Linked DNA regions of Mus musculus: all the other regions are linked to region 2. The links are chromatin contacts, called in public Hi-C, HiCAR-type and promoter capture Hi-C maps. All regions are on one chromosome and are shown on one strand. The core of a region is the stretch at or near the end of the contact, and the rest is flanking DNA. Distances in the headings are between cores, read along the strand shown. Region 1 overlaps Gpbp1 (GC-rich promoter binding protein 1). Region 2 holds the start of Mtrex (Mtr4 exosome RNA helicase). Region 3 holds the start of Mier3 (MIER family member 3). Region 4 holds the start of Map3k1 (mitogen-activated protein kinase kinase kinase 1).

The links. Hi-C and Micro-C count contacts between places; a contact is called where the count stands out from the background. HiCAR-type assays count read pairs that join an accessible place to other places. Capture Hi-C pulls out chosen DNA fragments and counts their contacts.
Region 1: a contact with region 2 is called in a Hi-C map of B cells, with 8 read pairs. The contact joins the enhancer-like site here to the promoter of Mtrex in region 2. A contact is called at or near these places in 2 of 39 promoter capture datasets (the C10 cell line and pre-B cells), 2 of 484 Hi-C or Micro-C datasets (B cells and CD4 T cells), 1 of 115 datasets of contacts at active chromatin or transcription factors (large pre-B cells) and 1 of 9 other capture datasets (liver).
Region 3: a promoter capture Hi-C map of liver shows a contact between it and region 2, with 2.2 times the contacts expected there. The contact joins the promoter of Mier3 here to the promoter of Mtrex in region 2. A contact is called at or near these places in 4 of 39 promoter capture datasets (the C10 cell line, hippocampal neurons, liver and 1 more), 1 of 115 datasets of contacts at active chromatin or transcription factors (astrocytes) and 2 of 9 other capture datasets (adipose tissue and liver).
Region 4: a HiCAR-type map of astrocytes shows a contact between it and region 2, with 2.1 times the contacts expected there. The contact joins the promoter of Map3k1 here to the promoter of Mtrex in region 2. A contact is called at or near these places in 2 of 39 promoter capture datasets (hippocampal neurons and pre-B cells), 1 of 484 Hi-C or Micro-C datasets (CD4 T cells) and 3 of 115 datasets of contacts at active chromatin or transcription factors (astrocytes, embryonic stem cells and microglia).

What each region holds. Positions count from the first base shown.
Region 1 is chr13:111,459,808-111,466,287 of GRCm38.p6, reverse strand. All of the region lies in intron 3 of Gpbp1 (GC-rich promoter binding protein 1), which reads left to right. Among named protein-coding and RNA genes, the nearest start is that of Gpbp1, 27 kb to the left of the region's middle. Within about 2 kb of position 4,712, at least 8 of the 459 cell types and tissues checked have an H3K27ac peak or open chromatin away from gene starts, as enhancers often do. A contact at or near this core is called in B cells, where this site is marked.
Region 2 is chr13:112,923,398-112,930,325 of GRCm38.p6, reverse strand. It overlaps Mtrex (Mtr4 exosome RNA helicase), which reads left to right and starts at 2,946. Exons shown (of 27, transcript NM_028151.2): 1 at 2,946-3,096. The coding sequence starts at 2,969. Dhx29 (DEAH (Asp-Glu-Ala-His) box polypeptide 29) reads right to left here and starts at 2,646. Exons shown (of 27, transcript NM_172594.3): 1 at 2,353-2,646; 2 at 626-699. The coding sequence starts at 2,533.
Region 3 is chr13:111,681,179-111,688,598 of GRCm38.p6, reverse strand. It overlaps Mier3 (MIER family member 3), which reads right to left and starts at 2,421. Exons shown (of 13, transcript NM_172593.3): 1 at 2,245-2,421; 2 at 747-771. The coding sequence starts at 2,253.
Region 4 is chr13:111,805,702-111,813,187 of GRCm38.p6, reverse strand. It overlaps Map3k1 (mitogen-activated protein kinase kinase kinase 1), which reads left to right and starts at 4,195. Exons shown (of 20, transcript NM_011945.3): 1 at 4,195-4,685. The coding sequence starts at 4,219. It overlaps Gm15327 (a long non-coding RNA gene), which reads right to left and starts at 4,050. Exons shown (of 3, transcript XR_382912.2): 1 at 3,441-4,050; 2 at 2,432-2,521; 3 at 2,145-2,326.

The DNA.
Region 1 (6,480 bases), core at 3,463-5,962, 1.5 Mb after region 2:
CTCTTTTGATATCACAACTCCTGCTAGGCTCCATTAATTGCTGGTTGGTTGCTGTGTTTTCAACAATGCCCTAGGGCATAAATTGCACCCTCTTCTGACTCAGTTTAATTAGATAAAGGGTGGTTTTTGAGGCCAGTCTTTTGAAGTTTATTCTGACCTCAGAAGGAAGTCTCTTCTTAGTTGTTTGCCTGGTTCTCTCTGTTACCTGGATTATTGGCTTAGCTTATTGCTGTTTGTTGAGAGTAGCCCAAATCTCTCTTGTTTCTTCTTTAAACTTCCTCTTGTTGTGTTTTGGAGAGTTCCTTTGAAAACTACATTTTACCATTGTAAAAATCTATTAGGTAGCTGAACTGAGAGAAATTTGGACCTCAATATTCTTGGCCTGAAAAATCTGGAATAGAACTCTCCGTTGTGAGTGGGGGTTGGGCAGAGAAGAAGAACCCTGGTTTCATGACTACTCACTTGGAATATATCCTCTTACAGTTGGACAGAATCCTTTTCTACAGTTACAGGGAGACTGGAGAGTAGGTGGTGGCTCAAGTGCTACACACCATAAAGCAATCAGGGGAGAAATGGGTAAAAACAAAATACACATGTAAAGTCTCTAAAATTTTCCTTAAGATACATAACAAATGAAGAGAGACATTGACTCAAGACATACTGATTCATAATAAGAATGGCCATAGTTCATGATATGAATTATGTATATTAACATTCAAGACACATTGGAAGTGGCATCTTTTTTCAAAATAGAGTAAGTTCTCCAGAGAGTGTTAGGAATCAACCTACCAAGTTCAGGGATTACAGGCACACACCATCACCCCTTTCTGTTCTTCCTCTCTGTCTTATTCTCTCTTCTCCTTTCCTCTTTGTATTAACAAGAGAGCGGGGAAGAACACATTTTGTTCCTTTGTACTTGTAATCTGAATCATTTTTGACCAGATTTTTCTTTTTTTTATACACTAGGCAAGTTTTTAGTGGTCACCAATTGGATAGCCTACAATATAATTCTGATTGAGTTACAGAGGTTGAGAGTCAGCTGACTTGTTAGTGGTATCTTTAAATGTTTGTTTGGTTGAGGCTATCTTACTTAACCAGGATGGCTTTGTGTTTTCAGTTTTGCTTCTTCCTTTAGGTGGAATTTCTGGTCTGTGCTACCATATCCCCTCTGACTGGTCACAAACCAGAACCCCTATAACCCTCTTCCATCTACTAGATGGACTTCCCAGGATGCCTTGCAGGACTCAGGAAAGTACTTGCTTTGTTAGCCTTAGATAGGATAGAGATGAATAGGATGAATTATTGGGAAAATCCTTTCAAAAACTTTCCCAGGCTGTCAGTGGGCCCACAGTAATTATATTAGCATAAACTCTGGAGTAGTTAAAAGAACTCATTATGAGTAAGAAAAAATAGTCTTATCACCTGGGGATTTCTACAGCTTTTAGGAGGTTTGTAACAAGGTACAGCGACAGAGAGCAAAAATATTTCATGTACTACACACACTCATAGCAGAGATCAAATTTAATAACTTGTTTCTACTCTGTATTTAAAGTTAAAGGATACCATATTTTACCTAGTTTAGTAACATCTAGCTTATTCTAAGATGTCCTCTTTAATTCGCACAAAGGAAGGAAAGTATTTTCAAATTAATCTAGATTCTAGATTAGACAGATTACTCCTTGCTAGAAACAGTCCATCTTCTACTTTATTTCTTTGTATTACAGAGGAATCCATCCAGTCTTTATCGTATTTGCTTGTTAATCTGAGCCTTTACTATGATCAGGTAGCCATCTAGTACTTTTAGTATATAGGTAGTTTTTATAAAAGTTGATTAAAAATAACTCAGGAAAATGATTTTAGTTTGCAAATTTGTTCCTTTAAAATGTGTTGAGTTAGCCGGGCAGTGGTGGTGCATACCTTTAATCCCAGCAGAGGCAGGTAGATTTCTGAGTTTGAGGCCAGCCTGGTCTTCAAAGTTACTTCCAGGACAGCCAGGGCTACACAGAGAAACCCTGTCTTGAAAAAACAAAAACCAAAAAACCAAAACCAAACCATGTTGAGCTATTTCCCTAGACAATAAAATTTATTTTGAAGATGAATCTTAGTGATCATCTAAGCTCACTGTCATGTATAAGTTTCTTTGGAGTGTTAAGTTGCTCATTCCTTTTTACATAATTAGTGTAATACTGGACTAGAATCTAGACTTGTTATTCTCTGTTTTTGACATAGGATTCATTTTGGAATTAGAGAAAAATGATGAAAATTTCATTTTGTAGACTGTAAGACTATTAATAAAAAGACTTGAAATTGTTAGGAAAGAGAACTTACTGGAGAGTCATTTATTTTTAAAATTTCATTTCCTCCCCATCTTTTTTTTTTTTTTTTTTGAGACAGGGTTTCTTTGTATAGCCCTGGCTGCCCTGGAACTCACTTTGGAGACCAGGCTGACCTCGAATTCAGAAATCTGCCTGCCTCTGCCCTCCCAGAGTGCTGGGATTAAAGGCTCACATCACTGTGCCCAGCCCCATCCTCTTTTTTTTTTTTTTAAAGACAAGATTTTTCCTGGCTGTCCTGGAACTCACTATGTAGACCAGGCTAACACTCAGACACACAGATTCACCTGCCTCTTGTCTCTGCCTCTGCCTCACTACTGCTGGGATTAAAGGCTAGTGTCACTATGCCTGACCTTATTTGTTTTTTTTCCAAGCAAGTTTCTCTGTATAGCCTTGGCTGTCCTGGAACTCTGTGTAGACCAAACTGGCCTCCAAGAGATCCATCTGCCTCTGCCTCTGCATCCTCTGCCTTAAGTGCTGGAATTTAAGATGTGCCACCACGGGCTAGGGATTAGGAGAAAAATAATTTTTTTTCTTATTTTAAAGGTTTATTATATGTAAGTACACTGTAGCTGTCTTAAGACACTCTAGAAGAGGGCATCAGATGGTTGTAAGCCACCATGTGCTTGCTGGGATTTGAATTCTGGACCTCTGTAAGAGCAGTCTGTGCTCTTAACCACTGAGCCATCTCTCCAGCCCCTGAAAAATCATTTCTTAACCCAAGGTCTCAAGCATTTTTTTTTTTTTTTAATCCTGCTGTCTTTGCTTCCCAAGTGCTGGGGTTGATTATAGGTGTGTTCCACCACATCCAAACTAGAATAATTTTAACTGTTTTTGTGCTTATTTCCCAGTGCACAGTTAAAATACAATCTTTTCTCAGAACCCTTATCCACTTTATAGGCAACCCACACCCAAGGCCTATTGGAATTTGTACACATGGGTTTCTTGATTACCCTTCTCTTTTTGTGCCATTTTGTGTGAGGTAATATAAGGCTTATTCTGTTTGTAAAAGTCTTATGACTAACATAAAACATATCGCCAAAAGCTATTTGAAAAGTAAAATTGCCATTAAAGTTTGTACGTCTTATTATTTAAACATTAATAACACAGGGTAAGGGCAGAAAATTGTTACAGTGCAGTAAACTCTTAGTGCTTTTCTAGAATGGGGAGCATCACTAATCTGTAGAGTCATTTATGATGATAGATTTTGATTCTGTTTAAGTTGAGTGTAGTTAACTCCCCATTCCAAACTTGAGGTCTAACCATGCCTGACAAGCACCAAACACTCCGTTGCTGCGCTAGCACTCTTTACTATTTGTTTATTTAAGCTTTTTTAAAAGATAGGATTTTATGTAGCCCATATTGACCTCTGAATCTGTGTGATGGGATATGACCTTTGACCTTTAAACCGTCTTCCTCAAACTTCAAAATTCTGAGATTACATATTTGTGATAGTGCCCACTGCTTTTCATTTTTGGGGACAGAATCTCATCAAGTTGCCCAGCTTAGTTTCAAACATTTTGTGTAGTTCAGCCAGGTATTGAACTTGTATGAGTCTTCTGTTTCAGCTCTCTAGTAGCTGAGCTTCTAATAGGTTCTGGACACCCAAGTTTAGTTCCAGATTTTTCTAACCAAGCAAGAGTAGTCATCAACCTGGAGCCTGTCAAACTGAAGTCTTAGGTAGTGAGCATCTGAGATTTTTTTCTTTTGCACTAAAGCAGTGGTTCTCAACCTTCCTAATGCCTGCAATCCTTTAATGTATGGTGACCCCGAACCATGAAATTATTTTTGTTGCTACTTCATAACTAAAATTTTGCTTTTATGAGTATGTAGATAGTTTTGGAGTTTTGCCAAAGGGGTCATGATGGCCACTTCCCCACAAGTTAAACTACTGCCTTAAAAAGGACAAAATACAAGCTTTTGCTTTTAGTGTTGATAAGCATATATTGTTCTTGTGCCCCCCCCCCCCCCCCCCCTTTGGGGTTTTTTTATTTGTGTTTGAGACAAGGTCTCTGTATCTTTGGCTGCCTCTGCTTGTGACCTCGTTCTTCACTCTAGTGAATTTTTTTAATTACAACCTTACAAGCCTGTAAGCTTTAATTACAAGGGTTTTTTTTTTTAAATATCATCTTATCAATAATCTTAGATTACTGTTTGTCATTAACTGCTTGTTTCTCTACTGGGATTTTCAGTTTTGTTTGTATCATGTCTCTGTTTTTAATCTTGAGTAAGTGGAACAAACATTACTATCATGTTCTTTAGTTCAGTATAATGATAGCCCTCAGTTTTTGTTTGGAATGATGTACAGATTAGATGGATTAAGGGTGATGTTAAAACGGTGGCTTTGTGCCTGAGATATGTAGTATTTTAGCTCCATCATGTGGTCAGAATATAAACTACATGTGCCTGATTATGCCTGTGCCTTAGGTCAGTTTACATAGTGTTTTTGCATATAGATCTAATTAAAACAAGTTTCAGTTTCCTTTTTACTAGTACATACTTTCATGGTTGTTCTCTGTAAGCAGTTGCTTTAAATTCTTTCTGAGTGTTAATATTTTTTCCCAAATTTTATCTTATATGTATGAGTATACATGAGTCTGCAAGTATGTTTGTGTACCATGCATATACCTGGTGTCCACAGAAGCAAGCACCTTCATCCATTTAGCCCACCTGTATCTGGCCTGCAGTAAAAGTAACCTTTCAGTAAGGTGTAGTGGCATTTACCTTTTAATTTCAGCAGTTAGGAGGTAGAGGCAGGTAAATCTCTTGAGTTTGAGGTCTGTATGGTCTGTATACCAAATTCTGCTCCAGGCCAGCTTGGGATATATGATGAGACCATGTTAAACAATAATATAAACCAAAGCATTTTGAGCTGGGGAGATGCTCTAGGTAAAAAGGCTTGCTGTGGAGTATGACAACCTGATTTTCATCTTGGAAAATCCGGTCTGTACCTTTTTAATTCCAGCCCTGTGGGGAGAATGAGACAAGTAGCCGGGTCCCTGGGAACTCCTGAGTCAGCCAAGCCTAATTGGTGAGTTCCAGGTCAGTGAGGGACCCCACCTCATCTGTTACCTTTAATATAGAAGAGATAAGCAATCCCATGAACAGGTTACTAACTTTCATAGTAGGAACTGTTAGAAAAAGAAGATCCCAGGAGTGCATTGTTAAAAGGGTAGATGAACTAGAGTTGTACCTTGCTGGCTGGCCCTTTGTATAGTGTGCTCAAGGGCCGTAGGTTCAGTCTCCTGCATTGGAAGAAGAAAGCAAGAAAGGAGGGCAAAAGGCATGTTGGCTGTAGAAAATTTAAAACAAAACACATTATGATGAAATTCTACTAGAGTGAAAAACTGCATATTTTTAGTATTATATGGCTATCAAGAGTATCATTACCACTTTGAAATTTTATTTACTTTAAAATACAAGATCTTTGTGTATCTTTGAGTGGCTTCAAATGTACTTAGTAGCCCAGCTTGGTTTGCATCTAAAGCTGACTTCAAATTTACAGTCTTCCTGTCTTAACCTTTTCCTATAGTTCATTACACTGGGTCAGCCTGGTTATTTGTTCTTTCATGACCACAGTTAAAATGCAGTGGTTATAGTAAGACTATTTTAACACTTAACTGTGTGTCTAAGTAGGCTTGTATTGAAATACCTTTTAATTGCATTTTAGTAGGATAAGGGAATCCCAAAATTCAGACTGGTAGTTTAGTTAATTGAAGTATCTTTGTGGGATATAATGTACTATGTAACTTTTTTTGTGTGTTTATATAATTTTTATTGAGGTACAGTAGTGTTCAGAGAAAATAGAGGAAACCATTTTTGTATTTGGAAACAGTCTAGCTAGCCTCAAAGTCTAGCTGAGAGATGACTTTTACTTTTTTTCTGGCCTTCTTCTCTCCACTTCCTGTGTGCTGGGAGTTAAAGTGTGCTTTACTGTGTCCATTTTTGGCATTCTAGGGATCAAGTCTGGTGATAAGCACTCTACCCACTGAGCTGTATTCCCAGTTCCTAATTCTAGGAATTAAAAAATTCTTTTTCATTAATGACTTATTTGTTCTTTAGTCTTTAAGAGTTGCATTGTGTCCTACAATATGGTCTGTTTTAGAAAACAGTTCTTGGAGTGCTGAAAGACAATTTTTCAATGTTG
Region 2 (6,928 bases), core at 1,697-4,196:
CTGATAAAACAATCCTTTCCCTTTGTTACTTAACTAACTGGTGTAGAGCAAACCCACAAACACACTGGAGGAGTTTAGCTGAGTTGGAGGATGTATACACAGGAAGCTATAATTCGGTGACAGTGCTCTCAGGAAGCACAGAAAGGCTAATAGCAGCACCAAGAAATTGAACTGTAAATTATGAAGGACATCACAGGGACCAAAGGAAGCTTTATCCAGACTGTTTTCAACTTCTTAGAAGTTCTCAACATGCCTTTGACTTATATCTATTTAGTAGCTGGGGTATTATCTCTAAAAAAATTTAAATACCCTTTAATTTTCTTTTTACTCGAAAAGACATAACTTTAATTGAGATTTATTCACTTATTCATGTCTCTGTGTGTGTGTGTGTGTGTGTGTGTGTGTGTATGTCACATACATCTGGGTACTTGCAGAGACCAGCAGAAGGCAAGGGACCGACCACTGACACTAGAGTCACAGGCAGTTGTGAGCTGCTTCATGTAAGTGTTAAAAGACACCCGGGGTCCTCTGTGAGAGCAGCAACTGCTCTTAACCGCTGACAGCTTCTGTGTTTTGCTTGAATGAGAATATTTCCTGAAACGCAGCAAAAACTTTGCTTACTCACTTTCAAAATAGATTTGTCCAGATTTGCAGAGCCACCGGAATCATTTGCAGAATTAAAACTATAAATTTTTGGACCTGTATATAATAGACAACAAATGGGAAATTTAATGATTAGTATTCATTGTACCATCTTAATTTTTCTTAAAAGGTTGCTAAATAGTAAATCTCTGACTTTAATTTAATTCTTTCCCCTTAACTTTACCAAAGAATTTAAGATCTCAAAGTTAACATCTTAGGAAAGGGAAAGGAAAGGGAAAGTGAAGACAAACACTACAACAAATGACTGTCAGGAACTTGAAAGACTTCAGTGAGAAGTCAGTAGTAAAAGAAAAAGATCTTAGTCTGCAGCGAGACAGCTGTAGAATTCTCAGGGAGAAATGTGTCATATCTGAAACTACAAGTCTAATAATTTGCATTTATAGAGGATTACTTTCTAGGAGTAAGTGCGCCATGCCACTAGCTTATTTTCTCATAAATCCCCCACCACACATACACACACACACACACACACACACACACACACACAATGCTCCAAGCTTTTTTTTTTTTTTTTTTTTAATATGAGTACGCTGTAGCTGTCACTGTAGCTGTCTTCAGATACACCACAGAAGATGGCATCAGGTCTCATTACAGATGGTTGTGAGCCACCATGTGGTTGCTGGGAATTGAACTCAGGACCTCTGGAAGAGCAGTCAGCGCTCTTAACCACTGAGCCATCTCTCCAGCCCCCTCCAAGCTCTTTCTTAACTCAAGATCTTGGGAATGTTATTCCTACCATGCTTTACAGGATTAACTTCTAGACAGCTTCTAATTTCAGCTCAACTATCACTTTTCATGACTCCTCACCATTGGGGGGAAAAAAACCGAAACAAAACACCCTGCTAAACACTCATGGGCATGCTCTCTCTCTCTCTGAAGCTTAACAACTATAAAGCACGACTGTCTGTGTGATTAGTAAATTAGATTCCTAAGCTGCTCTGGAGCGAAGGTTTCCATTTTTTTCGGTCTTATTATCACCAGTCAGATGCTTGGTATTTATGTATCAATAAGCACATATGCTTGCAAGTTTTTTGTTATAGAAAAAAATTACTGCAAGCAAACAGATCAAACAGAACAAAACAACATATAATTTTGATGTTTTTGAAACTAGCTGAAAGAGTGGCCGTAACTAATCACCTTCAAGTTATCAAATCAATCTGCAGGGTAAGCAAAAAAATGCAAGGATTTGACAAGCATAGAATTTTACTGTAAGTCAATCCAGTGTCCAATGTGTAAAGTGTGGTTATTCTTAGGAAACACTGACTTTTCTGGAACATACAAGGATATTTATGTAGATAGATGCTGAAGAAGACATTAAGATCTGACAGAACATGGAGCTGCATCAAGCCAGAAGCACTTCCCTTAACAACTCTCTTAACTAGCGGAGCGGCTGTTCTGACAGCTCAGAGTGGATTCCTGCTGAACAACAGCAGATGCCATGACTCCGTTCTTAGAAGGAGAAAGAAAAAAAAAAAAGAGTGAGTTAGAAAGGCGAAGCCACGCTGTAACAGAGTTACTTTTGTAACTTTAATGGCCAAAGGCCCTTAGACCGATCTACAAGGCCACCCCACCCACTGCTCAGGTGTGGAAGATGTCTAAGTTTGGATCTCATCAGCTCACGTTGTGAGTCTTTGCTGGACAAGAAGCAGGGTCTGAGGGCAGAAGGCTGGGCACTGGGTCAGGGCTTACCTTGCTTCACTCGGGGCTCCCGGGCGCCGGTGGGGACGGCGGGCGCCGGCCTGGCCACCGGCTTCTTGCTCTGGGCTTCCCCAACAGCTCCGGCCTCTGCACTTCTGGCTCTGGAAGCAGACACGGCGGCCCGCATCGCCGCAGCTCCCGGCGCCTTGTGTTTCTTATTTTTGCCGCCCATGTTTCAGCTGCAGGAGAGTAGTCTTCCAGATCCAGATCCCCGCTGCGGCACAGCAGAAGCCCGAGAGCTCTTCACGTTTGCCGGCTCCCACGCCTCCACCCAGCCTCCTCCATCCGGGCTCCGCGGCTGGGGCTCCGGCTCAATTGGCCCGTGTCCTCAGACTCCGCCTCTCGGCTCCCGGGAGCGAGCGGCATGGCTGCTGTCGTGCGCCACTGGTCGCTAAGTTTTTAGTCATTGAACTGCCGGACTCGCAGTGGTTGGAAGAGAAAAGGGGCAGGACCCAGACTAGAAAGGAGAAAAGTCACGCGGGGCTCAAGGCTCGCTCACTTTTGACTCCTCCGGGCCACCGTCGAGTCCCCCCATTCGGCGTCACTGTAGGGTACGGTCGCGGGGCCTCTTGGGTAGGAGGGAGATTCGGTCTCAGAGTTCCGAAAGATGGCGGATGCTTTCGGGGATGAGCTTTTCAGCGTTTTCGAGGATGATTCGACCTCTGCAGCAGGAGCCAAGAAAGACAAAGAGAAAGAGAAATGGAAGGGGCCACCAGGGTCTGCAGACAAGGCCGGGTAAGGAAAACCTCTGAGCTCTTTTTCTTCTCGTTCTTCTTGTTTTTGATGCCGGTAAAGGAAACACGACTCAGACGAGGAGCACAGAAAGTGTTTGAATGGAGTCAAGAGGCTAAGGAGATTGAGGGGAAAAAAAAAAAAAACCGTTGGGGAGAGAGGAAAGGTTGATTTTGCGGGAGGGAGGGCGGTCTCGGTGTTCGTGCCTGTCCGGCCGCAGCGTGGCTTCCTTAGGCCATGCTTTGGCTGTAACCCCAGCTTAGCAGGCCAGGTACGGCTTTGCTTGCGAGGCGGGGCTTGTCACCCACAAAACCTCTCACATAGTCTTTAAGCAGCGAGGCACTAGATGAGCCAAGGGGGAAGACATGTAGGGGGTTCTTAAACCGCGAAGGCAAATCGCTACCGAAGGAAGAGATTTAATCTCCAAGTTGTAGTTTTCCCAAAATAAATTAATAATAATAATAATAATAATAATAATAATAATAATAATAATAAAGTCAGATTCAGGATATCGCTATGTAAGTTGGGCAGCCCTCGAACTCGAGATCCTCTTATTTCAGGTCCTTAGGGTTGGAATTCCCAGAGTGCCCCTATGACACTCGGTCAAACTAGTTTTCTCTTCCGTTAGCGTTTTACACTTGATGATTGATTCGGTCCGTTATTACATGAGTAGTTGCAAAGTACTGGTTTAAAAAAAAAAAAAAGCTATGTCTTTCTGCTTCTTACCTGGAATCCAGTCATAAATTAATTAATTTAAAAAATCATTGCTCTAGGGCTGAGGACATGGCCAGTGTAAAAGACAGCTTTCTGTTTGAGAATGAGGACCTAGTTTCAAATCTCTAGTACCCACATAAAAAGTGTGAGCACTGTAACCCCAGCACAGTGGGGCACAGAGACAAAAATTGTTGGGCCTGGCTGGTTGCTAACTTAGCCTCTTGGTTGTATAAGTGAGAAACGCTGTCTCAAGGGAGTAATGTAGGATGCTGGAAGTCCTCTGGCCTCCACTGTATGCTCAAGTGTAGGCGCCACACAAAGAAGACACAGAATTTCCCTTATTGTCAGTTACCTTCAGTTCTCAAGTTGAGGAATTTCCTTCACCACACTGACCCTTGGACAAGTCTTTGGAGCATTTTCTTAATTGCTGATTTATGTGGGAGGGCAGCCCAGTGCGCTATGGTGTGTACCTTCCTGGGCAGGTGAGCCTGCACTGGGTGATGGAGCTATAGAAACCCGTGAGCAGCATTTCTGTGGTCTCTGCCTCCGAGTTCCCATTTTCGCTTTTCTGAGTGATGGATTGTAAACACATCAGCTGAATTAAGTCCTTTCCTGTCTAAGTTGCTTGTGGTCAGTGTTTTTATTTATTTTTATTTTGTTATTATTATTATTATTATTATTGTTTTTTGTTTTTTGTTTTTTTGAGACAGGGTTTCTCTATAGCCCTGGCTGTCCTGGAACTCACTTTGTAGACCAGGCTGGCCTCGAACTCAGAAATCCACCTGCCTCTGCCTCCCGAGTGCTGGGATTAAAGGCGTGCGCCACCATGCCTGGCCAGTGTTTTTATTACAGCAACAAAAAGCACACTAGAGCTTTCGTTGGTGGTTCATTTTCACCTTGAAATACAGTTCATAAAGAAAAGGCAAGTTTAACGTTTGCTTGTGTGTCAGTTTGTTTTGAGACAGGGTCTTGCTATGTAACCATTATTGGCCTTGTCCTCAGACATGCTTGGAATTAAAGGTGTGCGCTGCCACACCTGGCTGCTTCCCAAGGTTAGGAGCCGAGTTGTGCACACCTCCTTCCCTCCCTCCTCCTGCCCTGTGTCTCTCATTGGGTAAATGAAGCACTCTAAATCACAGCAGTCAGTGCACACACAACTCTGAGGTTCCTTTGTAGTGTCGTCCCAGGCTATCTGCTTCCTCCGTGTCTTGGAGCAGTTTCCATTTTCTAGAATGTGCTTAAATTCAGCATTTACATTCCATCTGAGTACCATATATGGGTTTGGGTTTTTTTTTTTTTTTTTTTTGGCCTCTTTTTTTCCTCAGTGTCTAAACTGTTTGTTCTTATAACATGTAGCAACACTTTTCCTTTTATTGCTGAGAATTGTGTTCATATTATATTATGTTTTTACCTTTTCATGATCATATTGTGTCTACTTTTAAGTGTGTGTGTGACTGTGTGTGTGTTTTGCGTGTGAAGTGGGCTCATCTTGCCTCAGTGTTCCTGAGGAGGTCAGGAGACAGCTTTTCATTCCGTCTTGTTTTGTGGCAGATCTTTGAGTGTCAGCTGCAGCACTGTATCAGTTGTTTAGACTCCGTCTTGAGTCTTCTCTCGAGTCTCCACCGTAGGAGTGCTGGGATTGCAGATGCAAATCACCCCATCTGGGGTTTTTTATTTTAATCGTTTTTACATTGAAAAGGGGTTATCAGAGTCCGGTCCTCGGGCTTGTGTGGCAAGCACTCCTGGCTGAGCCTTGCTTCTCTTACTCTGCTTTGAGCTTCCAGTCATAAGCCGTGAGAGCTCTGCAAGCGAGGTCTTGTGAATTTATTTATTATTCATTCATAAGATTTACTTACGTGTACGAAAGTTTTATCTGCATGCATGCATGTATGTGTACCATGTATGTCCCTGTTGTATCCCCTGGAACTGTACCAGTTACCAGTGATTATGAGCCACCATGTGGGTGCTAGAAATCAAGCCTGGGTCCTCTGCAAGATCAACAAGTGCTTTTAAGGGCTGGACTATATCCCCACCCCCACCCCCACCCCTGTGAATTTTTATGGAGAACTACCTCACCAGTCAGTCTCTGCACCTCATATACTCTCTCGTATAAAGTTGTCTCTATTCACTACCACAGAGCTAGAATAAGCTCCGTCTCTAAACAGGCTCTGGTTTCCCACGGTGGCACTTAGTATTACTTAGTGCGTAAGGGCCTCGCTGCTATTGATCCCATTGCTTTTAGGTCTTTCACTACAATTGCTTGGAGAGTCTTTCTCTGAAAAAATAAAATTTATACACTACTGATGTAATTAATACAGGATTTTAAGCAACTTCAACTATAAATGTCATGTTTTCTTCACAATTACGTAGTAGTCTTATTTGACATGTAATAGTTTTTCCATAAGAGGAACGTTTCCTGCCTGTAATCCCCGCACTTGAGGCGTGAGACAGGAAGATTGAGTCTGAGGCTACAATGTGGGAGCTGTCTCAAGAAAATGAAAAATAGAGGCCCAGTTGGAAGATTGATGACCAATGAGGAGCTGAGTTCATAGCCTTAGGACCCATGTAAAAGCTCTCGGAGCAGTGCACGCCTGTGATCCCAGCATGAGGGGATCCTATGGCTTGCTTGGCGCCAGAGGAACTGACTCAGGTTCAGTCAGAGGCCCAGGCTTGACAAAAGCAGGTGGAAGGTGATTTGAGGAAAACAAAGGCTGTTGACGGCTAGTTTCTACAGGCACACATGCATGTGTACAGATGGATGTACGAGTACACACACACACACACACACACACACACACACACACAGAATTATGTTAATAGGTGGCAGTCTCACTGCCATTTCAAGGTGAATTAATAAAAGTATTTTTAAAACTTTGGCTTATACCTAATATAGGTAAATATTAATCATGTAAACAATTCTAACCTCCCTAGATACTAGGCATGCATGTGATATACATGTATATATTCAAGCAAAACACACATACAAAATGCATCTTTTTTTTTTTTTTCTTTATGAAAGAAAACCTATTTGGGGCTGGCACGTTGGCTCAGGTTGGTACAGGTGCTGCCCAGCCTGATGTCCTAAGTTCCATTCCTTGGAAGTCACATGGTGGAAGGAAGG
Region 3 (7,420 bases), core at 1,172-3,671, 1.2 Mb after region 2:
GGGTTGGAGAATTCCAGAGGCACTTTTCTGGAACAAGTGGGACAAGGCAGCTAGAGAAAGTTTGAGAACCTAAAACAGTTTAGCAGATAAGGAGAGAGAGAGAAAGACTACAACCTCCCTCCCATGTAGGCACACCCGCGCAGATTCCGTGGACTCCTTTTATTGGATCCTCAATATATTTTCTGGCTTCTGTACTAGGTAAGCTAACCATATTAATACGTCTCTGTGCAAAACCAGGAAGACACACATTGCTTTTTTCCTTTATTATTAAGGTAGCTTTACCTAACCCAATTTTCAGTTTAAATATAACAGACACTTGAGAGCCATAGTAAAGAAAAATGGAGTTAAAAGCTAATAATCCAAGTTGCCCCAAGTTCTGACAAGTTAAAAGGACAATTTATTTTTAATAAATAAAAATAAAACAAGCTGTTAATTTGTAGAAGGTTGATTTGGGATTCATTATTTCCAGCTTAGAGTCAAACAATAAAAAAAGTTATGTGAGAATAAAAGACTTTGTAATAAGGTTTCTGGGGTACTTTTTCCACCGTGCACTGAGCACAACTATTCCCTCCTCTCTAACAACGTAAAACTACATTGGAATTCTTTAAGATCCAAATGATGAAAAAATATAGCAGGGTACATTTCTGTGGTTGTACAGAGAATCCTTTTACCAGCCAATCCTATCTCCCTCTGGGACAACCCCCCCGACCCCCGACCCCCGGAAGAGGTAAGAAAATTGAACAAACCTGGGCTCGAACTTCCAAAGGAAGCCTGGGAGAGTGAGAGAGAGAAAAGAAAACTGTGAGGTTGAATCCTGTAGCAAGGAAAAGGAGGCAGCGCAGGCAACAGGGCGCAGAGGGGGCGGAGCCGAGCGCTCCCAGGCAGCTGCCAAAAAGTGCAAGACGTAGCTTCGCTCCAATCGCTCCCGGCCCCTTTCGGGCCCCCTCTTGGCTGCCTCGCCTTCCTCCCCAAGTCCCCAGTGTACAAACTCGCAGACTCCGGACGAGGGCTGGAGTTGAAACGGGCAACTCCGAGACACCGTTTAGAGCTCGGCAAGTTACAAAGCCGGGAAGCCGAAGCCAGAGCTTACCCGGCTCGCAGCATCAATCCTTCATCCCGGGCATCTCACGAGTCCCCCGACTACAGCAGCTCACCCAGCTCTCCGCTGGCCCTAGAGCAACTCCTCGAAACGCAACCCCGTCCCCTAGGAGGGTCTCACCCTCTGAGACACACACACACAGCCTGCCCTTGGAGTGCGCGGGCGCCCCAACTCCAGGGTTTGTCGACTGCCCCAAGCGTAGGCCAGCTCGACCCTGACACTGGTCCCCAACCCAACGCGGGAGCACCCTCCCGCCCCCACCTCCCCACCCCCACCCACCAGCCGCTGAGGTCGGAGGAGCCGCGACCACTGAGTCTGGGACCAGCCGGGTCCTCCCCCGGGGGAGCGGTCGGTCCCCGGCCCGCCAGCTCGGCCCTAGCACACACAGCTCGCTCCTGCCCAGCCCCGGTGCTCCCATCACGCCGCCCCCTCCCCCAGCTTGCCCGTCCCAGGGGAGCCCGGTGCCCGGCAGCCCGGGTCGCCCGGTGCCCCCCCCCCCAAGTCCGGCCCGGGGTAAAGAGACTCTCGGGCCGCTCGGCGGGCGAGGGCGTCGAGGTGTGGGTCGGTCTCTGCGCCCGGGGACGCCGCACCTCGCAGGCTTCGGGGTAGAGAGTCCCGCTCCGCTCCCGCTGGCCTCGGAGCCCCCGGTCAGGAGAGGCGGCGGGCGGCCGGATTGCCGAGGGCCGGGTCGGCTCACTCCGGCGGGGCAGTGGCGCAGCCCGCTCTCCGCGCTGCATTCCAGCCGCCGACCGAGGATCGGCCGCTCTCCACCCACCCCGATCCCGGGAGGAGGCGCCGAGCGAACGGCGGCCCGCGTCAGCCGCCCCGGCCACGGCCCGGAGGCTACCCCGGCCCGAGGCTCGCCGCCGCCGCCCTCCGCCGCCCGGCCCCGCCGCCCGGCCCGGCCGGGGTCGGAGCCGCCGCGGCCTAGTCCCGAAGGGAGACCGCTCCCGCGCCCGCTCCCGCCCCTCCGGCAGCCTCGCCGCGCCTCGCCGCCGCCCCGCGCCCCCCATCCCCCGTCGCCGCCGCGCCGCCTTCCGAGGACCCGCGGGAGGAGCCGTGGCTCTCGGGCCGGCTGCGGGGCTTCGGAGGGCCGCCCGGCTCCCGCTCCAGCACGGCCGCCGCTGCCCGGTTTCTCCGCTCACCTCCGCCATATTGGTACCTTTAGGGCGAACGAGCAGCGCCGAGCCCAGTCCCCGGATGGGGCGCCTGAGCCAATCGCAGCCGCCGCCGCCGCTGCCGCCGCCGCGGCCCGCCAGGCACCCGCCCGGAGGCAGAGGCGGCTCGGCCCCTTATAGGGCAGGCCGGCCCGCGACGCCCCCGGCCCGCTCGCACACCCACGCCGTCCGGCGCTCCCGCGGCCGCCGCTCCTGCACGCGCCCGCCCCGCGCGCCCACGGCGCTCTGCCCCGGCTGGAGTAAAGTTCCAGCTGAACTGCGGGCGAGCGCGGGGACCGGCCGGTGGGTGCGGTGGGGGGGCCGGAGGGAGGGAGGGAGGGAGGGAGGGCGAGCCCGGGGCGGGGGAGGAAGGAGGGTGGCGGGAGACTCGGAGGAGGACTCGACGGACTTTCCCGAAGTGAGAAGAGTACGCGATGGCAAGTGAGCGAGCCGCTGATGGGCAAAAGAGGAGAGAGACCCGGACAGGAAGCAGGACGGCTAGGCACCTGCAGGAATGGAATGCGCATCGGCGTTCAGTGGCTTGGAGTGAACTGTGGAAGTAGACATTTGCCAGACAGGCTCTGGAAGATGATGGCAATTCAGAAGGCAGAAAGACTGACAGACGGAGCCAGACATGATGAGCGTGCTTGCGCGACATTCATAGCCTGTACACTTTTTTTTTTTTAAAGACCAGTTCTAGGAGTTATTAATCACAAATAGTCTAGAAGATGACCCGAAGATATACACTTGATAAACCTTTTAAAAAGCAGAGTGTCAAAGACCCTGAACCAAATTGCAAAAACTGCCTCTCACACCTACCTCGGGGGTAAATAAAAACAACATTGTTTGAGATTATACATACAATAAATGTGGTCTCCTGGATAAGTGGATACATGGAAGAGAGAGAGAGACTTAGCAGATGTATCTGTTTCTGCATAGGCTTCAAGAAATAATCCTGTGTATGAAAACAGATCCATGAGAAGATAATATACAAACAGGAAGGTGTGCTAAGACCTTACAGGGGCTTAGAGTGTCCGTGAAGACCAGAGCTCTCCTCCCAGATGCCTGCCAGGAGCTTGTAATAAATATTAATGGCAAAATGAGGTTTGCACTGTAGCTTCATAAATTTAAGCATTTTTAAGATGCTAAAACTTTTCATAACTTTAAACCTTAATTACACTGTTCAGGTTTGAGCCTAGGGTCTCCAATTCCCTCACTGGATGAGGATGGAGATGGGTTATGGGAAGAAGCAACGGTTACTTTTAAAGAGGATTACCAAGGCAAAAAAAAAAAAAAAATCAACCTAAAAACACGGGTAAAAGTTATTTATTCGTGGAAATTTTACAGAAGAAAAAAGTCACTCAACTTCAAAACATCCAAAAGACATGGAAAATTACACTTCCCCTACTGTGAATGATATCACAAACTTTTGTCCAATCAAATAACTCAAAAACAGGCTTGGCACATGTTGTCCCTACCATCTTCAACGAGGCGTTCAAAGTTGTAAAAGTTAAAAAACAAAACAAAACAAAAAACCCTGTGGCTTGAAATGGAGCAGAGTGACCAGGGTTAGTGAGGGGCAGTGCGCACCCACACCCTCTGATAAAGCCAGAAAGCACTGCTCAGCAGCTCGGCTCCAGCCAGGTAGCCAACAGCCTGCCCCTTATTTACATCATAAAAAAAAAAAAGTTTCATCCTACAAATTTATCACATCCTCACAAGTGTGGCCTTAGATTCTCCTGGCCAATTCTGAGAAATATATGGCCTTGCAGTTCTCCATGAACAGAGTAGTAAGGTTTCTTCAGGTTCTCTTGACATTTTGACAGCTTTGACGAATTGTATTGTATATAAGCAAAACTTGAAAAGGTAACCAGGGAGCCTGGGCTTAAATATTAGAGGTCTCAATTTTATCAAATCCATGAGCAAAATAACAAAATTTCAGAAAGCAGTCATGATAGAAATAGCAGCAGCTGCAACTTCTGCAAGTGTCTGTTTGCCTGGTTCTTAGAAACCTCATCAAACTCTCCACGAGTCTGGAAAGTCATTATCATACTCTCCAGTAGCAAGAGGTGCTTTTCCATCCACAGTTTGGGCAGAGCTCCAGCCGGTCTCCTTTATCACAGCCTGCACCAAGCTGGTGTAGGCTGCAGCTGCTTTGTCTCAGCATGGCCTAGAACGGTGGAGGCCTTTGCTGCCAGGGATGCCTGAACTTTAGGGTTGTTAAAATGGAGCCCTCTTTATAAACACGTTCACCTCTTCAATACCAGAGAAACTGTTCACCCCTAACTTCTTTAAGGAGAACTGCATTTTTTTTTTTTTAAATCATCTGTCAGTGGCTCCTTTCCCACCAATGCACAATTGGACCTACAGTTTTTTTCTGGTTCACGATCTTTCCTTTCATCTTGTTGGAGTAGAAATGGAGTCACACTGGGGACTAGGGGTTCATTTGGGGGAGGGGGGTTCTCAGGTAGACCAGCTGAGACAAAGCACACACAAGCCAGGACACGAGCCAGCAGCTCAAATTAGCAGATAAAGCAAACAGCTTTCCCACTGTTCATCACTAGAGAAAGACGTTTGCTACCCCACCTTCACCACCCCTATTCAATAAAGCTACATAGATGGATCTTTCATTCTTTTTAACAAGACTTCCAAGTGTTGGTTGGGATAAAATGTCCTTTCCTTCCCCTGACTTGAAATAAGTGTTTGTGTCATTGCTGCTTTACAGTACTTTGTCACTGAACAACAGGTGCCATTATATAGACGGTCCTACACGGGTGTCTATGACACAGACGTGCCTGCAGGTCAGACACTATATATAGGACCACCATGAAAGTCCATGTTCCCCAACGACTATGGGTAAAGTAATTCGTATAGGTGACAGATGGAGTGAGAACAAGGGAACTTAAAACTAAATAAACTAAATAACAGTACCCTGTATGAATCACAATGTACGAAGACTTCCAGTCATCTTTAGAAAAACATAAATGTAAAAACAGAGAAAGGGCGAACCAATGAAATTAACTGGACCAGGAGGCTGACACCATAGAGAAGATGGGGAATACAGATGCTGCAGGAGAGCATAGAGCATGACAGGTGCACTGGAAATGCTGCGGCTCCACACATTTCAACACCAACAGTAAGTAAAACTGGTTATTTGATCCTTGTCATCTTTGAGAAGATACATGGAAATTCTTCAGCAGAACAGATTGTCAGCATACTTTAAATGTCTTGCCCGGGCCATACATTAATAGTAATTTCGGGAGCCGGGCGTGGTGGCGCACGCCTTTAATCCCAGCACTCGGGAGACAGAGGCAGGCAGATTTCTGAGTTCAAGGCCAGCCTGGTCTACAGAGTGAGTTCCAGGACAGCCAGGGCTATACAGAGAAACCCTGTCTCAACCCCACCCCACCCCCACCCCCAAATAGTAATTTCGGGAAATACCCTCTTCCTTTGCCAGGGCTTCAAAAGCACTAGCCAGTTTTGTGACCTGTTTTGTGGAGTTTTCATCACGAAACTACTCTGAAAATGGTTTGTGGTAGCGTTACAATAATGCAATATCAATATTTAGCTGTCTAGAGACACCCTCTGACCCAAGGGAAAATAATGAGCTGCCCAAACTTTATGCCTCCAATTAAAAGTGCCTATCAGTCAAGCATAACCAACAAAGGAGTGAGGCTGACTGGTGTAGACAAAAGCCAGAGACAGCAAATGCAGACGTGGTCTATGCTGCCCGGCAGAATGGCAGCAAAGCCTCAACCAACTGGCTCTTGACCCGTGAAAAGGTGGAGCCAGAAGTTAAGTAAATCCCAGGAGCAGCTAAGAAGCAAATTTATGTGACGTTTCTTGTTTGGTTTTTTAAGTTTGTCAACTAAGAAAACAAAAAAGACTAGGTGCTGTGTATATACTTGTCTCAGCAAAAACGATCTTGACCCCAGGAGTCCAAAGCCCAAGTAATGTGGCAAAACTCAGTCTCAAAAAAACCAACCAGCCTGGCATGGTGGCACACTCCTTTAATCCCAGCACTCAGGAGGCAGAGGCAGGCAGATTTCTGAGTGTGAGGCCAGCCTGGTCTACAAAGTGAGTTCCAGGACAGCCAAGGCTACACAGAGAAACCCTATCTCGAAAAACCAAAAAAAGAAAAAAACAAAAACAACCAAAGTGCCAGGCAGTGGTGGCCCACGCCTTTAATTCCAGCACTTGGGAGACAGAAGCAGGTGAATTTCTGAGTTCGAGGCCAGCCTGGTCTACAGAGAGTTCCAGGACAGCCAGGGCTACACAGACAAACTGTGCCTTGAAAAAAAAACCAAACCAAACCAAACCAAACCAACCCAACCCAAACACCCGAAGCTTCTTGCTCTCTTGCTCTGTCTTCTTGTCCCTCAGTGCCCCTCTCTCCATGTGTTCATGGCCGGCCTCTACTGCTCTCTCTCTCTTTCTCTCTCTCTTTCTCTCTCTCTCACTCTCACGCTCTCTCTCTGCCTCTATTACCCTCTTAACTCCCCCCATGCCCTTAATAAACTCTATTCTATACTTAAAAAAAAAACAAAAAACAAATAAAAGGCACGGATAAGTATATCATGGTCATCCCATGACCTTCCAACATAAATCCATAAATTCTGGCCTGGGGGCTGGAGAGATGGCTCAACAGATAAGAGCACTGGCTGCTCTTCCAGAGGACCCAGGTTTAATTCCCAATATCCACGTGACAACTCACAACTGCACTCCAGTGCTGGGGATCTGATTCTTACAGACCTACATGCAGGCAAAACACCAACGCACATAAAAAACAAAAAACAAAACAAAACAAAAAAAACCCATAAAAGTCTGACGTAGGAAATCCACTAAAAGTTACCTCTTGCTAGGGGCTTATCTCAGTGGTAGAGGGGCTACATACCATATGCAAAGCCCTGAATTCTACCCCAGGACAATCCCCAACACCAAATCACCTCTCTGTAAGACTTTGAATAGATTATAATGATAGTAACTCAGGCCAGCACCAAGCCATGCTCCTTTCTTTGTTTTCTAACTGTATCTACTTCTCTAGAATTAGCCTGAACACTTCTTCTGGGAAGAGTGGTTCCATCTAAGGAGGTGAACTGACCATGATAAAGCTTTGCCTAATAAGAATTACCTACAAAAAAGAGTCACCGGACTTACGGAATGC
Region 4 (7,486 bases), core at 2,946-5,445, 1.1 Mb after region 2:
ATCTGGAGGGCTGAACGCTTGGAGTCCAAGTTAAGATGTTTGAGATGCTCTATAAATATAAAACACACCAGGTTTGATTAAGAAGATAACACATGTCATTTGCAATATTTTATTATGTAAGTATGCTTTTAAATATTTAGAGTATAAAATACATTGTTATTAATTTTACCATTTTACTTACTCCTAAATGTAATAGAAAACTAAAATTGTCTATGTTGCTTGAATGTGTTTTACATTATATTTTACTAAATATTATTCTTCCAGTGGATACCAATATTGCATATCTTATTCATATTTTTGACCTCAAGTTGTGCAAGAAAAAAAAAAGGTAACCACAAGGCATGATGACGCATGCCTGTGATTCCAGCACATAGAAGGAGGAGGATAGAAGGTTGAGAAATTTGAACCCACCCTGGGTTATCAATCAAGGCCCCGTCTCACAAAACCAACAAACAAATCACCAATGTTGCTCATTCAAATGATTTGAAGATTCAAGGCAGGTTAGAAAGAATAAAATTTTGCTAAGAGGAATGATTAAATTTAATAAATTTCCAGCCTAACACAGTGGCCCATGCCTTTAGTTCCAGTGCTGCAGAGGCAGAGGCAGAGGCAGAGGCAGAGGCAAAGGCAGAGGCAGAGGCAGAGGCAGAGGCAGGTAGATCTCTGAGTTTGAGGCAAGTCTGATCTGAATAGTGAATTTCAGGATAGCCTGAACTACCTACCCAATGAGACCCTAGACCTTGGGGGGAAAATTAATAAATTTCCACTTTACCCTTAAATTTAAAACCTCCTTTCCATGACCTGGAAAGCTCTGATAAAAGTTACTTTCTGGTAAAAAGCTCCTGAAACTGCAAGCGTGTACAGGAAATCACTGCTATGTTTAAGTCCAATTGAGGATGGAAATCGTAGCTGTGGAGAAAAGAGGAGAACCGGAATCAAAAATGCAGGGTTGGGGTTGGGATTTGGTGATAGGGCCTTGTTTCTTTGCATGTAGGACTTCCACTTATACTTCCATGTGTCCTTCTCACTGACCCTGCCTGAAAGTGGCATTGTCACCCAAGCTAGCAAACATAGATACTTTCAAAGTAAATTTGTCTAATTGTCTAAAGAGGGACACCCTCTTCCTCACCTTATTTAATGATCATAGCCATGCCTGATCTGACAGAGAACACTTTCCATGTCTTGTCCTCTTTCATCCTTTGAAGCCTTAGTTCAGTTCTCGTTGGAAAAACTTCCAATTTTCACTCATACTCATACTGTATTAATCTAATAACCAGAGATCCACTTGCCTATGCCTCTGGAGCGCTGGGACTAAAGGCATGCGCCACCATGTTAGGCGGGAAATTTATTAAATTTAATACCCATGGGTCTGAAAATATGTCAGCCAGCCCAATAAAATACCCACTGGTAAAAGTATTTGCAGGTGAAAGCATTCTATTCCGTTAAAGTAGTCAATGTGGTTAAGATAATTATTAAGAATATTCATTATATACTGATATTAATAATTAATAACCGTTATTAATTAATAACAAATATTAAAATTATTTAAACAATTTGAGAGGAATAAAACATCTTGTGTGTGCAAAGGAATTGCTCAGTAGCTGCGAACGGAATGCCTTATAAGCTGAAATACCCTGCCAGCACATACGGCTTTTTCATTTTAACATCGTGATATTTTTGCCCAATGAGGAAATGCCCTGTGTTTATCCTCCAAATGAACTTGGTGTAGCAGCTCAAGTGTGACTTAGGCCATTCCCGGCAGCCCTCTGTGGGAGCCGTGACCTGGAAAGCTCTGGTAAAAGTACTTTCTGGTAAAAAGCTCCTGAAACTGCAAGTGTGTACTGGAAATCACGGCTATGTTTAAGTCTGAGCGAAGATGAAAATCATAGCTGTGGAGAAAAGAGGGGAAACGGAATCAAATTAAGGCAATGGAGAGCCTATAGCAGTCTGCCATCTGACACGTGCTTCCGCAGAAATACATCACAGTATTCAAACAGCTCCAAAGATCAAGGTGGCGTGGGGTTGGGTTGGGTGTGTGGTGAGGAGGGCCACACTTAATCATACTTATGGCTCACAAAGTTGGGGAGGGACCTACCCAGGTAACTGCATTCAAAGGAGACGTTATATTAACATAGAGAGCAGACTTCCTTAGCCAATCTGGTCCTTTTATTACTTATCTCTGAAAGAAAAACGTGTGTCCAGGTATAGGTGCATAATGACAGCAGACTATGTCCATAAAAGATGAAAGGGAATGGGATTCAAATCAGGAGAAACTACTGGGGAGAGATAGCACTTAGTCTTCATAGTCTTCATAGACTGATGTGGCCTATGGAGGCCAGAGAACTGCAGTTAGTCAATTTGTGCTTCATTTGATGCCCACCCTCATCTTCAAACAGTTCAAACACTGTACAAATAAAGAGACAAAAGTCACCTTTTGCCGGAGTTCCTTTTTTCTTTTTTCTTTTTTCTTTTTCTTTTTCTTTTTCTTTTTTACTTTGCTATTCAGGCCAAACTTCCAAACCTGGTCCAAAGATGGAAACAAAGGCTGAGGGTCCGCAGTGGCTTTTCTCACAGGTACCTAAGTACGAGTGCGCCAATTTAAAGTTTATTTTAGATCTCAGTAGAAACCAGAAAAGCTAATCCTTTTCAATTTAGGATTTGGTGGGTGTGGCAATCTAGGAAGACCTGGGAAATAACTACTGTTTGGTTTGGATGTTATGCTTGTCTACCATTAAAAGAGCATATAATTATAGCCTAAATGTAGACCTAAATCTTGAACAGACTAATCTAAACTTTCAAAACGTGTACCTTTTAATGTAACCATTGAGAACTGTAGCGTGCCAGATGTTATAGCAGTAAGTATAACACCGAGCTCAAGCTGAAGTCAGGATCCCTTTTTAAAAATCCCTTTTGCCTCACCTTGCTCTCTGGCTGACATTACACACCTAAGGAGGGCTTCATTTGATCTACTTTGGAGAGGTTAAATGAATTATTTTGAGCTAGTTCAGGCTTTTGTCTAAATGCTGGAGAGATCTTTCCTTTCTCTGTAAGATGAAAACCCTTCTTACCCCTCCCCCCACGCCTCATGTCTTAATGTTTCACAAAATAAATCTAGAAATCCTGGGTTCTGAGAGATTGTCTATTCTAGACAAAGTGGCTAGGGGAAAAAAAAGTGGCAGAGGCGGGTGAGATAGGGACGACAAGGCAGCTTTATCCCGTTGAAAAAGGGTCGAAGGGGGGAAATCCCATATACGTATACTGCTTTTCTATCTCCAGCACATTTTCTAGACTCTGGGGCAGGAGAAAGGCGAGGGACGCCGCACAGGGCAACCAGGGAGCGGCGGCGGGAGGGAGGTGGGGGACCCGGGAACCGGCCTGTCACCTGACTGCCAGGAAGAGGGACGTGCAGCTGGGAGCATCTGTTGGGGGTGGGGAGAGACCTGGTAGAAGATGGCATGATCCAGCGCTTCCTGGCATAGCGCTGGCTCCTTCCCCAGACGTGCTCTCCCGCTTTCGGTTGGAGCCTGCCTTTCCAAGACGGGGGAGTAACCTCTGGCAGAGTACCCGGGTTGGTCCCTCTGCGTAGCCGGGGGAGTGGGGGGGAGGGTGTCCCAAACCAGCAGCTTCAGAGGTGCACAAGGTAGCGCAAGAAATCTTAAGTAGTGTTATTTGTGACACGAGGGCGGGACAAGAGGTCTGCTTTCCTAAGAGAAGGCTTCGCGTCCGCCCGTCTGCGGCAGGCGACAGTCCCGGGGCGCCACCTGCGCTTCGGGCGCGGGCCGGGCCGGTGCGCGCGGGGGCCCCCCCAGCAACCGCTACTAAACGCGTGAAGTGACAGACCGTGAGTCCTCCGGCTTGCGTCCCCTTCCAGAACCAGGGACTCACGCTCGGATTACTGCTTGCTCAAGGGTGGGCGAGCTCCCGCCGAGCCGCTGCCCCGCCCGGTCTCGCACTACCTGGCGGCGGCCTGGTTGCAGCGCACAACGCCCGGCGCCCGGTTCCCCGCATTGCCCCTGCCCTCCCACCTGCGCCGCGCGCCCGCCCGCCGCTCCGCGCTCCCGGGCCCCGGCCGGGAGGCGCGGCCCCGCTCGCGCCCGCGCCCGCGCCCTCGGCAGCAGCGCGCGCCCGCCCACCCGCCCGCCGCTCCGCCCGCCCCCCGCGCTCTCCCCGCCCCCTCCCTCCCCCGCAGGCACGAGCGAATGTAGCCCGCGAGAGAAAATGGCGGCGGCGGCGGGCGATCGCGCCTCGTCGTCGGGATTCCCGGGCGCCGCGGCGGCGAGTCCCGAGGCGGGCGGCGGCGGCGGAGGAGGAGGAGCTCTCCAGGGAAGCGGCGCGCCCGCAGCGGGCGCGGCGGGGCTGCTGCGGGAGCCTGGCAGCGCGGGCCGCGAGCGCGCGGACTGGCGGCGGCGGCAGCTGCGCAAAGTGCGGAGTGTGGAGCTGGACCAGCTGCCGGAGCAGCCGCTCTTCCTCGCCGCCGCCTCGCCGCCCTGCCCATCTACTTCCCCGTCGCCGGAGCCCGCGGACGCGGCTGCAGGAGCGAGTCGCTTCCAGCCCGCGGCGGGACCGCCACCCCCGGGAGCGGCGAGTCGCTGCGGCTCCCACTCTGCCGAGCTGGCGGCCGCGCGGGACAGCGGCGCCCGGAGCCCCGCGGGGGCCGAGCCGCCCTCTGCAGCGGCCCCCTCCGGGTGAGCGGCGGGCCGGGGCCGGGCGGGCAATGAATGAAGCGAGCGGGGCGCGCTGCTCCCGGGGCTCCGCTCGTTGGGGGTGGGGGGGGAGCCCGCGTCCCCGAGCCCTGAAGGTCGGGCGGCGCCCGGGACGGCGTGGGGACGGGACGGGAACGTGCGGGAGAGTTTGTTATTGTTTGCGGACATGTGACAGGCGTGGAAGCCGCGAAGGTGCGGGGCTCCCCGGGCCGGGTCCTGAGAGCCCCCGCGGCGCGAAGTGAGTTTGGGGGGCTCGGAGCGCGAAGGTGACGGCGGTGGGTCTGCGCGCTGTGACAGCCTAGAGCCCCTCGGCCCCACGGGGACGCGCGCCCGCGGGCAGGTACCGGGCCGGGCTCCGGCGGCGCGCCCCGGGCGGCCGGGGGATTCCGGGGACTGCGGGGGGGGGGGGCGCCTGTCAAAGCGACGCAGGCGGACGCTGCGGGCTCGCGGGGCGGCCGGGTCTGCGGGGACTCCGTGGCTGCCCTCGCTGCGTGTCCTTGGGAATTCCTCCCGCACCTCGGGGGCTAGAGCGCCCGGTGCTGGGAGTTTGAATCCGGCTTTGAAGTTAGCTTTTGGCGGAATGCTGTGGGATCCAGGACCGGATGTGTCAGCCATTCAGCTTCAAAGCTGTGGGGACTGCGCCCCGCAGCCCCGCTGCGTGGCGGGGACAGGGACGGTGCGGGGCTGCCGCTTTGCTCGCAGGGGTCTTCCGGTGCACCAGAAGTAGGATGTGCGTAAGATAGTTTACACCAACGGCTCTTTGGCCTCGCCCTGTTTTGGCTACTGGAAAGTTTTCTGTTAGAGGAAATTCTTTTAAGTATATGATACTTAAAAAAAAAATCTGATGAAAATACACAAAAGCATAAAATCTTGATGGATGTGTGAAGTTGCTGGATATGTTTTCGTCATCGTCACCCTGTGGCCCCCCGTAGAATTTCTTGACGTTTACTGTGGGTGGAGAGTGTTTTATTGTGTGTCGAATCTGACAGTAGGAATCCTTGGTTTCGGTTAGTTATCTAAGTAATTTGACCCCCTTTTGTGCTCTGGATTGTTTAAAATCACGGTCCGTTTATTACTTGGAGGTCGTTTTCCCTCCTCCCAACCCCCAAGCCCAGTAGTAAAAAGTGTGTTGACCCCTGGCTGTGGCAGGATTGGGAGGAAGGTAGGCAGTAAGCAGCCCCGATGCAGCTTTTCTGTGTGTGTGCCCTGTGTGCACTTGTACACGTATCTTCCTCTAGGGTTTCCTGTTTCTGTGCAGATTAGATTAAAACTAACCAGAATAATTCTTAGGTGGCAACTCTTACTACAGATCAACTACAGATGAAAGAAAAAACAGTAACTCAAACTTTGAGGAATTAATTTTATCTAGTCCTGTGAGACCTGATTTTTTTTTCTATATGATAATACAGTTGGCCACACTTAAGCATTTATAAAGTCAATATAACCACCTATGAATATACCATGAGCAGCAACTGCAAAAATGACATATAGAACTTTAGTGTTGCCTCTAGAAATCAGAGGACCAAGGTGAGGGCAGGTAGAATTGAATACCTGAGTAATCTGCTTGATTTTTGCGCATTCTTCTCTCTCTCTCTTTATCTCTTTAAGCAGTGGCTTATAATTGTAAAAGCTGTCTTTAAAATAAATACTGCTAGCTAGAATTCTGTTGGTGCACCTCAAATGTTATATGTGATAGTTTCATTTGCTGTAAAATATCGATTGTCAATCCTTTTGAAATAATACTAACACCCCCCCCCCCCACACACACACACACCCCGCCTCCAGTTTTTGTAACTGGTTTGAAATTCATTTCAAATCTGCGGGTCTAAAACTTATATCATGAAGAAGGGGTTATCCAGAAATGTTGTTGTGTTTTGGGTTTCCTGTTGTGATGTTTTATTATTTTCTCATTTAAAATCTCGGGGAAATGATTATACGGCATGTAGAATCTCAGTTGAACAATGTGGTTCCCTTTTCAAGTAGCGCACGTTCATGCTTTGAAGAGGAAGATCTAATGCTGATATTTTCGGTTTGTTTTCAGTAGTAGTAGAGAGCCAAAGACCCCTCTGCATGTCTAAAGACCTAACGTATTTTTCTTTTGTTTTTTTTTTTTGTTTGTTTGTTTTTTGTTTTTTTTAATCCAGTTTCTAAACGTTGGATGTAGAAATTGAATGTTTAGAAAATACACATTTATAAAAAGATAAGCTATGGGAAATTCATTAAAGTCAAAGATTGCATGTATGTCTGCCCTCTCTCCTTCAGTAAAATAACTCAAGCCAGTGAAAGTTTGTCCTGTAAGTGGCGCCCAAGGGTTTGGGATTTTTTTTTTTCCCTTATGCCACAGAATAGGGGGCTTTTCCTTCCTAGTGACTGTCTTTGAAGAAAAATTACAGTGCTGCTCTGCATTGAACAGGCTGTTGTGAGGTTGGCAGATATAATTACTCTGTCCTATTTTTGTAGTTTCAACCAAACTATCAATCACTTTGCTGCCCCGTGAAAGAGCAAGCTATGCTGGGCCTGTTAGTGTTAGCCTCGTTTAAAACTAGCGATATTTCATAAGCCACCTCTGCTGCTCGGGCCTCAGTTTCACTTCCTTTTAGAAGCTGTTAAGCTAAAAATACCACTCACTGATCATTTGCTAGAGGGAAGGCATAAAAACATTAATAATAAACCTAAAAATAAGTCCTTTCAAACTGTGAGTTGGTGATTCTCTAACATCATAGATGTAGCCCCGGAAGTTAGCCCTGAGTGAATTCCTGAGCTCTGGGACTTAGGGTTTCTCT